Linked DNA regions of Sus scrofa: region 2 is linked to region 1. Evidence: chromatin contacts called from public Hi-C data. All regions are on one chromosome and are shown on one strand. The core of a region is the stretch at or near the end of the contact, and the rest is flanking DNA. Distances in the headings are between cores, read along the strand shown. Region 1 holds the start of CFAP70 (cilia- and flagella-associated protein 70). Region 2 holds the start of PPP3CB (serine/threonine-protein phosphatase 2B catalytic subunit beta isoform).

Region 1 (4,953 bases), core at 1,611-4,110:
GCCTAGCAGTTAAAGGACCTGGCATTGTTACTGCTATGGTTCGGTCAGTGCTGTGGCATAGGTTCAATCCCTGGACCAGCACATCCACATACTGTGCCATGGTCAAAAAAAAAAAAAGTCATGTTTTCTGACTCAATTCAAAATGGTGCTTAATACAATTCAAACATTTACTTAGGATATACTATGTTAAGTGTGTCTAGGACCAGTGGTACAAAAGAGGTGATATCTTGATGCTCCAGACATTATTAGTATTCTCTTTCCAGTGACAGTCTAATTTTCTGGGTTACCTAAAAGTCTCAGATCACTTGTTCAATTCTACGTCTCCAGGCTTATTCAGGACTTAGGCCTTGACAATTTTCTTATTAAGCTAACATTTGAAATGACTTTTTGCATGAGTCTTTTTTCCTTTTCAATAGCAGCATGTAAATTAGGCCTTCACTAGCCTGACCTTAGAGGAAAGCCAATTTCACCTCACTGAGCCTGAATTTCACCTTCTATAAAATGGACCTGTTTCACATTTGTTGCGAATATCCCTAAAAGAGTAAAACTGCTTAACCTATGAAGCACCAAACAAATGGTGTTACTAATACGCACAACTTTTTCTTAATGCTCAACTACTCCCTTAAAAATAAGTAATCTGTCATACATTTTTGCAGCCACTGAGTGCCCGGCACTATGCCTTGTCCGCAAGAGGCATTAGTGGTGTATCTGTTGAACAATGAGTTCAAGAAGCCTGGCCAGTTACACGTTCTAGTCAGGGCAGTCAGAAAGGGGGTCCTCTTGCCACAAACAAGGCATGGGTTTCTTAGTATCTGCTCAGAAGCAGATGGGGGAGATCAAATTAGAAATGAGTTAGATTGGAATTCCCGTAGTGGCTCAGTGGTTAAAGACTCCGACTAGGAACCATGAGGTTGCGGGTTCAATCCCTGGCCTTGCTCAGTGGGTTAACGATCCGGCGTTGCCGTGAGCTGTGGTGTAGGTCGCAGACGCGGCTCGGATCCTGCGTTGCTGTGGCTCTGGCGTAGGCCGGCGGCTACAGCTCCGCTTGGACCCCTAGCCTGGGAACCTCCATATGCCATGGGAGCGGCCCTAAAAGTGGCAAAAAGACAAAAAAAAAAAAAGAAAAAGAAAAAGAAAAAAGAAAAGAAAGAAATGAGTTAGATTGGAGTTCCCGTAGTGGCTCAGTGGTTAACGAATCCGACTAGGAACCATGAGGTTGCGGGTTCATCCCTGGCCTTGCTCAGTGGGTTAAGGATCCGGTGTTGCCGTGAGCTGTGGTGTAAGTCGCAGATGCTTCTTGGATCCCGTGTTGCTGTGGCTGTGGCGTAGGCCGGCGGCTACAGCTCCTCTTCCCTCTCCGACCCCTAGCCTGGAGGTTCCTCCATATGCCGCGGGTGCGGTCCTAGAAAAGACAAAAAAAAAAAGAAATGAGTTAGATGAAGGCGATGCTGTGACTGGAGGGTGGTCTGTGAGCAGGGGCCCGGTCTGCGCTTACTGCGGGGGATCTCGGCGCAAAGTGGGAAGCGGGGTCTAAGTCTGGCTTCGGGTGGGAGGCCTGGGTTGGCGGGAGTCCTCGCTTAGCCGGGGGTCCGGCAGTGCAGTCGTGCTGGGATGTGGTCTCCGCCTTTCAGTCTGGCCCAAAGTTGAAAAGAAAAGTCCGAGATGCGGAGGCGGGGAAGAGACACTTTTCTAACAAGTGAGAGCGCTCTTAGATCGACACAAACTTGTTTTTCGTAACTATAGCAACCAACTGCCTCTCGCGAGAACTTGTACTGACCACAAGTTTATCCCAAGACTCGCGATAACATTGTCTGGGAGGTAAACGAGAGGCGGTGCAAGACGAGTTCCCGCGCCTGCGCTCTAGAACTACGTCCGCACCCACGGACCTACGAGTGCGCCTCAACGCTTCGTCCAGACCTGGAGCGATTCCCTCGTTCTTCTGAGGATGACCCTTTCTTTTAGCGAAAGTTTTGGTTAACTTCAAGGTTTTCTACCTTTCAATTTTGCTTTATCCACTTCTTTTTTTCCCAGTTTTTCCTCAATAAATAAGGATAAAAACCAAAAGGAAATTTATTTAAAGATAAAAGCCTTTATGAAACGATTTTTAAAAACAGGTCATTAAAATCTTTTTTCTGTAAAAAATGCAGAAAGACAGTATTTTAAAAGTGAGCTTGGCTATCATTCACGGTGATAATGCAAAACTATGTTGCTTTTAGTGCTCAGTATTTACAATAAGCAGAATTGAAGTATGTGACGTTAATGCAAAACTTTAATATATTTGAATTTCAGCGTTACTTTAGAGTAGGAATGGCAAAATATAATAGCAAAAACCTAGAAACAGGAGTTCCCGTCGTGGCTTAGTGGTTAAGGAATATGACTAGCATACAAGAGGACACAGGTTTAGTCCCTGGTTTTGCTCCGTGGGTTAAGGATCCTCTGTTGTCCTGAGCTGTGGTGTAAGCTGGACGCTGCAGCTCGGATTAGACCTCTGGCCTGGGAACCTTCATACGCCGCCAATTCGGCCTTAAAAAAAGCACACGCATACACGCAAAAGCCAAACCTGGAAACAGCCCAACATAAGAATGGATGAATACACTGATATATATTCCAGAATAGCATATTACAAAACAAAGGAATGAACTACAGCTACTTACAACATGGATGGATGAATCTTAGCAATATACATACTTTAAAATGTTGGCCAAATCAGAGATAATTTGAGCTTCAAAATAGACAATGATACTAAGTGAAGTCAGCACTGACATCGTATATTATCACTTACATGTGGAATCTTAGAAAAAGGACACAATGAACTTCTTTGCAGAACAGATACTGACTCACAGATTTTGAAAAACATTGTTTCCAAATGAGACAGGTTGGGGGGTCGGGGGATGTGCTGGGGGTTTGGGATGGAAATGCAATAAAACTGGGTTCTGATGATGGTTGTACAACTATAAATGTAATAAAATCCATTGAGTAATTTAAAAAATAAAAATGAGAGAAAGGAAAGCTCTAACAGTAGAATGCCAACTCAGTAATTGAGAGGAATTGACACAGAGAATTACCATTTTGCACCAACTACAGAAGTGTATGGTATGACTCAGGCAGGAGTCTTCAATGCTAAGGTTGGTGTGTAGAGGCTTGATGAGGAATAAGATATTGGCATGATTTTGGAATACTAATGGATTACAAAGGGGAAAACTGTGACATTAAGAAACCAACACTACCAAGCGATGAGGGTTAAAACACCAGTGTCAGGAGTCTACATTTCATTCCTCCTGATGAGACTCACTGGGAAAAGCAAAATATGTTGTGGTGTTCCTATAATCAGGGGGACCCAGGTTATAGGCCATTCTATAGAAAGTAAGGCCTGTACTCTTTGGATTTTTTAATGTTTTTATGGCCACACGCATGGCTGGGCTGGGGATAGAACCTGTGCCTCAGCAGCGATCCAAGCTGCAGCAGTGAGATTCTTAACCCACCACCCTACAGCAGGAACTCCAAGGCCTGTATTCTTTAATAAAACTGTCGAGGCCAGGGAAGATTAGCAGCACTTCTAGATTAAAGGAGTTTAAAGATACATGACAACTAAATGCAATATGTATTCCTGTATAACATGTTGGTCCAGGAAGGAAAAGAGACATTATTGGGACATCGGATGGAATTTGAATGGGATCAGTAGATTGGGTGGTAATATTGGACCAATATTGATTTCCTGATGTGGTACTTTGTTTGCTGTTATGTAGGAGAGTGTCCCTGTTTAGGGGAAAATACCTACTGGAGTGATGAGATATCATGCCTTCAGTTTCCGTCTCAGCCCTCAAAAGTTCCAGAAAAAGACTGATAACTAGGGATCTATGCACATGCACACACACACACACACACAGAGTGAGTAATGAAGCAGTAACCTAATATGAACTAGATGAGAATCTGGGTGACGAGGAAATGGGAGTTCTTTGCACTGTTCTGGCAACTTTCTATACATTTGAAATTATTTCAAAACAAATGATTAAACTATACACACACACACACACAATTCTCCATGGAAATTCCTTGCTTAGGATATGGTTACTAGAGCCAAGTTTTTAAAAATAAATTGTATTTCTGCTAATGAATATATAAAAATTTAAAAAACTAAGAGAGGAATTCCCGTCGTGGCACAGTGGTTAACGAATCTGACTAGGAACCATGAGGTCACAGGTTTGATCCCTGGCCTTGCTCAGTGGGTTAAGGACCTGGCGTTGCCGTGAGCTGTGGTGTAGGCTGCAGATGCGGCTCGGATCCCGCGTTGCTGTGGCTCTGGCGTAGGCCAGCGGCTACAGCTCAGATTGGACCCCTAGCCTGGGAATCTCCACATGCTGCAGGAGCGGCCATAGAAAAGGCAAAAGGGCAAAACATAAAATAAAATAAAATAAAAAACCAAGAGAAAGATTTTTTTAAGTTGCAACGTTATAAATAATAAAAACATCTCAAAATAAAACTATGGAACAATTGAGTAAGGCATTTATCTCTGGATTTTTTTCCCAAGTGAGCGTTGTGAGTGAATTTGCACTGAGATAGCCATCCTACCTTGTGTACAACATACTTTTTCCACATAATAAGCTAGACTTAGGACAAAGTCTTTGCTAGGGAACTGCTCTAAATCACTCATGATCTTGATCTACTAAGTATTTTGTTTCAAGGCCTAGGCAATCAAGGATAAGTCACAGGTGTCACTTCCTTAAACATAATTAATCCTTATTAGACTTGGGGTGACAGATGGCATAACTTTGTGTTATAGTGTTATTTTCCTAGAGAATGCTTACACAGGTGCCACTCTGAATTTCCTATAATCCTTATAAGGAAAGGCATTCAAATATTTTCTGCTAATTTATGTATGTATGTATGTAGTCTTTTTGCCTTTTCTAGGGCCGCTCCTATATATTAGAGTTCCCCTTGTGGCTCAGTGGTAAG
Region 2 (4,953 bases), core at 673-3,172, 110 kb after region 1:
AACATTACTACATACATGACAAGAAACAAGAAGATTCACAAGCATAACAATAGCATAAACTCACTGTTCAGGAATGTGACTGGTTGTCCTACCTAAGAGTAGGGTCAAAAGCGTCCAGGGAAATTAATACAGCACAGGTATACAGTCAAAAATGAAGAAGGAGCCCATGTCTCCTAGTCCCACCCCCTAAAAAGTCAGGATTTCAGGACAGGATGAGCACCTGAACCACCAATCTTTCGTCTTTTTTTTTTTTTGGTTGCGGGGCAGGCTGCACCCACCAAATGTAAAAGTTCCTGACCAGGCACTGAGCCCAAGCCACGAAAGTGACAACGCTGGATCCTTAACCCGCTAGGCCAAAAGGGAACTCCTTTTTTCTCTTTTTTAAAAAGATTTCTCAGGACAAGGATTCCATAAACTCTTTATTGAGCTCATTCCAATGCCTGGCCAGAAAAGACATACTACTACTAAGTTTTTCATTTTATCCACATAAGACTAGATACAAACCAGTGTTATTACTAAAGGAAGCTCAAATTGGAGAGAAAAAAAAAATTAAAAAAAACACCAAGGAAAAAGTTTTTCTTGTTTTTAAATATTTTAATGGAAATATGTCTGGTCAGATTTCCAAAACTGGGCTAACAGTGTTTAAACATTGTGCCAGAATATTTGAGAAGCTTAATGAAATAAAACAAATAGAAGTATCTGTTTCAAAAGTAAACGTGATACAATAGAGAAAACTTTATTCTAAAATGATTTTAATTTATTGACCAAGCTACATGGTAAGAAAAATCATTTCAAATTGTTTTTCATCTCCACAGCAGTATTTGAAGTTGATGGGCTTTCCCAGAGAGTATGGAGATCTCAAGCGACTCTCAATTAGCCCTCAATTTCTCTTTTAAATGAATCTGCTGACCTGTGGTCTTTAAACATCCATAAATCTTGCCCCAGCCGATAAATATCTAACTTTTTCTTCTAAGGGGAGTGTGTGGGTGTCTGTCTGCAGGGAAGGGGTAACCCTTTTTGGTTTTTGACCAAAGAATGTTGACGGTTTTCTAAGCAAATGTTTCTTCCTATGCACGAGGCTTTTTCTTTGAAGCTGCCTTTTTTTCCCATCTATCCTGCACGTCAAGCCTGGGGCCCCCACATTCTGGCCCGTCCCTTCACCCTGTCCAATCCCATATAGTTCCCTTAATTTCCGCGCGGGGTGACACCAGAGGGCCGAGCGCGAAGCCTGCGGCTGGCGCTAACTAGGCGCGAAGAGGGCGGACTGCTGTCACTGGGGAGCAGGCGTGGGCCAAAGCCGAGGTGATTTCTGACTGCTCATCGCCCAGCCCCGCGTGGCTGAAGGTCTCCGAACCCCTCGGTCCGGCCCGGCAAGCCAGGCGTGCAGCTGTCGCGGTGCAGGAAGCTAATCGCGGCCTCTGGGCCGCTTTGACAGGCCGAGTTGGAAAAGAAAGGGGTTCACTGCGACTAGTAGCCTCACCCCTTCAGCTAAGAGACCTCGAGAGCGAAACCCCCGCCTCGGCCTCAAGGCAAGCGAGAGACCTCGGAGCCACAGCCCAGCCCAGCAGGGGCCCGCCCAGGGGCCACTCCCCAAGGGAGGCAGCCAGTCACTCGCCCGCCCTTCCGGGCCCGCTCCGGAGGGGACGGTCTCCCGCCCGCCCTCAACAGCTCCTCAGGCCAGGCCCCCAGGGCTTCGTCCACCTCTCACCTTTGACGACGCGGTCAGCCCCGGGAGGGGGCGGCGGGGGCGGGGGTGGGGGCGGTGCAGCCCGGGCCGGCTCCGGGGCGGCCATGCTGGGCCCGGGGCTCGGCTAGGCGCTGGGCCGGGCGGGGTTGGGGGCGGGGGCGGCGGCTACCAGAGCCAAGCGGCGGCGCCGCCGGGGAACATGGCGGACCCTCTTTCCCTACAGAGGGGCTAAGACCGGCATGCACCGCGCGTGCGGGGGCGGGGGCGGAGCAGGCTCTAGGGACTTGGGCAAAATTACTGAGGCTAGGAGAGAAACAGGACGAGGCTAAGGGATCAGGTTAAAATTCTGGGCAGGCAGAAATAAAAGAGAAGGGAGAGGACCTGCTGTCTATAGCTAGTTGCTGGGGTGAATGAGTGCTTGGGATCACCAGCTTTCATGGAGCTTCCAATAATATGGGGAGACGTAATCAAACCTTAGAATCTCTTAGTAATAGAGAAACAAACGTATAACAATTTGGCCACCAGATCTGCGTACTTTGGTTGGTAAGAGACAGGAGAAATAGAGGAAGCTTTGTAGGTTCTACAGCAAAGCAAGCGTTCAAAATGGAGTTTGAGAGAGAATCTGACCCTGTGTTTATAGGCTGGAACTGCCAAGAGTGGGAAGGCATGGAATAAAAATGCAGCCACAGCAGACGAGGCTCCGAGGGTTGAGTCAAAACAGGAGGAAAGGAAGGGATGACACCAGGAGATGTTCAAAGGGTCTACAGAATTCACCGGAAAAGGACAGCTTCCCTCTTGATTCATTTAGAAAATAGAGATTTTTAAGACAGAGGCGTAAATAGGAAATTAGTTCCTCATTAGAAAAACCTCAGAGTATTTCTGTGCATACATACAGAAATGTGGGCTCAGGACTTTCGGAAATTTTATAGAGACAGATATTCATGGAGAAGGGAGTAGTGGGACAGGAACCAACTCTTCAAGCAACAATTATTAGATGAAGAGTGTGCGTATGACTCCAGTAGAGGTACTGAATCATGAACAGAGACCAGCATGTCCAGTAAGATCTATATAATCTTGATGACATAGGATCCAAGCTTTAGCGTGAGAAATTCCTGCCCATCCTCCTGCTCAAGACTGCATGGGCTTATGTTCATAATGTTTAATAATTAGGTAAACAGTTGTCCAGAGATGTCAAAGAGCACCTTTCTACCTCTTCGTTTTATTAGGTCTCAATGATTCTGAGACCTGAGGTAAAAGAGAAGAGAAATGCCCAGTGAGTATTCTTTGCAAAGGGAGCCCACAAGATATTTCTAAGAGGTAGATAAATTTGGGAGTGAGGCAGGGTGAAAATGGATCTTTCTGGTATGAAAGTGCAATAATCCTATAGGGGAAGGGAAGGGGTAGCCATGGGAAGAGATCAAGGAAGGGATAAGAGGCACATCACAAACTTGTAGAAGAAGGGCCCAAGAGTATAAAGATAAGGAGTAAGTTTGTAAGAGGAGTTTGAATCCCCAGAAAATCTACCCAAGGAGGGGAGGAAAAAGTGTGTAATGTGTTGAGTGCCTCTTGGCAGAAAAGGGATAGAAAATACACTGATAGCAGTAATAACAAGGAGTTCCCATTGCGGCACAGCGGAAATAAATCCGACTAGGAACCATGAGGTTGCAGGCTTGATCCCCACCCTCACTCAGAGGGTTAAGGATCCGGTGTTGTCGTGAGCTGTGGTGTAGGTCACAAATGCATCTCAAATCCTGCATTGCTGTGGCTGTGGTATAGGCCAGCAGCTATAGCTCCAATTCGACCCCTAGCCTGGGAACCTCCGTATGCTGCGGGTGTGGCCCTAAAAAGCAAAAAATAATAATTAGTAATAGGGAAAGTCAGTCTATATTAGGTCCCATTGACTCCTACCTTGAATATACACCCTTCAAATATCCTTCAGCTCCTTTTTGGCTCCTCACTGTCAATCACAGATAGATATCTTTGTGTCATGGCTCTCTCTGAGAGCCCCAGGCCACTTCGAATTGGTATTTCTGGCTTCTCCAGGCCTCCCACCCCAAAATAAAAAATTGAGAGTATATAAAAGGCATTAAATAGACAATTAAATGACAAGAAATTAAATAGAACTATCTCATAGATTTATTAATGAAAAATACTTTACAAAAACAGTATGTTTGACCCTAAAATAGTTCAGCTGACTCTGAGGGTTTACAATGGCGACTGAGCAAGTGGCAGTAATGGCTCTGCTGCAGACGACAGGAGGGTATGTTAGTGTGCCTGACTCCATCTGTTCAGAAGAGCAAATACTGTGTTGGCAGCTCCGCATTCTAGGCCTAAGGTTTGGGAGCAGAGGGAAGGCTGGTAGTCTGGGCAGATGGGCTAGCCTGAATGATGTGGTCAGGACCAAGACCACATAGCTACATGTTCCTCCAAGGATGGGGGGGTGAGGAAATCACAAGATCAGGTAACAGGGATGGGCGGATAAAACACAAAACAGATGTTGGTAATATAGTAAGGAACAGAGGATGAGGGCTTAGGTGCAGGTGGAGGCATAGATATCCAGAACTAAAATGGTGACCCTAAGATCCTAAGCAATAGCTAGTTTCCAGAGTAATATGGATTCATCTTTAAAGTGGGTCAAATAAAGCCCTAAACAGCAGCTGCTTCCTTTTGCTAGGTGAATGGAAATTGGAATTTCAAATATTTTTCAAAAAGCCAGGTCCTTTAGGGGTTCCTGGCTCCCCCAGGAGAAACTGCCAACTCTACTGAGATGAGACTAGCACAACCCTGTCAGGGATGCAGCGTACCAACTCTACCACAGCCCAGAGAAAGCAGTGGCTCCAGAAGAGGACAGGGATGACCCTTACCACCTGCTGTGCTGCAGAGCTCTAGCCCTGATCTGCTCTCTTCCAGGAGAATCTGCTACAACAAACAGAAACTCCTCTCTCCCCGTCCTCCTGTGCCCAGATTGCAGAGCATAACTGTTTTGCCTCCAGTCATCATCTGGGGGCATATCTACTCTTCGAGGACCAGGGGCTCGAAATCCTGAAACAGGACCTGAATTCCAAGCTGACCTCAGGGGTACATGAAGACTGCTTGATGCTGGGGACACAGGGTCAACAATAGGAAAGTGGGAGGGTGAATGGAAAAGATCTCCCCAGGATTGAGCATGAGGAACCTGAAGGTCCTGGTGTCTTTCTGGTAGTGTGGCAGTGTGGGTTAATTGAGGCTTGCACCCTGGAGTAGTCAGGAATCTGGCCCCAGTATGC

What was found. A called contact is a pair of places that touch in the nucleus more often than the background predicts.
Region 2: a contact with region 1 is called in a Hi-C map of liver, with 3 times the contacts expected there. The contact joins the promoter of PPP3CB here to the promoter of CFAP70 in region 1. A contact is called at or near these places in 2 of 47 Hi-C or Micro-C datasets (heart right ventricle and liver) and 1 of 2 datasets of contacts at active chromatin or transcription factors (alveolar macrophages).

What each region holds. Positions count from the first base shown.
Region 1 is chr14:76,197,038-76,201,990 of Sscrofa11.1, forward strand. It overlaps CFAP70 (cilia- and flagella-associated protein 70), which reads right to left and starts at 2,861. Exons shown (of 27, transcript XM_013983341.2): 1 at 1,496-2,861.
Region 2 is chr14:76,303,423-76,308,375 of Sscrofa11.1, forward strand. PPP3CB (serine/threonine-protein phosphatase 2B catalytic subunit beta isoform) reads right to left here and starts at 1,923. Exons shown (of 23, transcript XM_021072583.1): 1 at 1,709-1,923. The coding sequence starts at 1,793. LOC110256628 (a long non-coding RNA gene) reads left to right here. Exons shown (of 2, transcript XR_002338398.1): 1 at 1-1,721; 2 at 4,598-4,953. USP54 (inactive ubiquitin carboxyl-terminal hydrolase 54) reads right to left here. Exons shown (of 25, transcript XM_021072539.1): 25 at 3,801-4,953. The coding sequence ends at 4,548.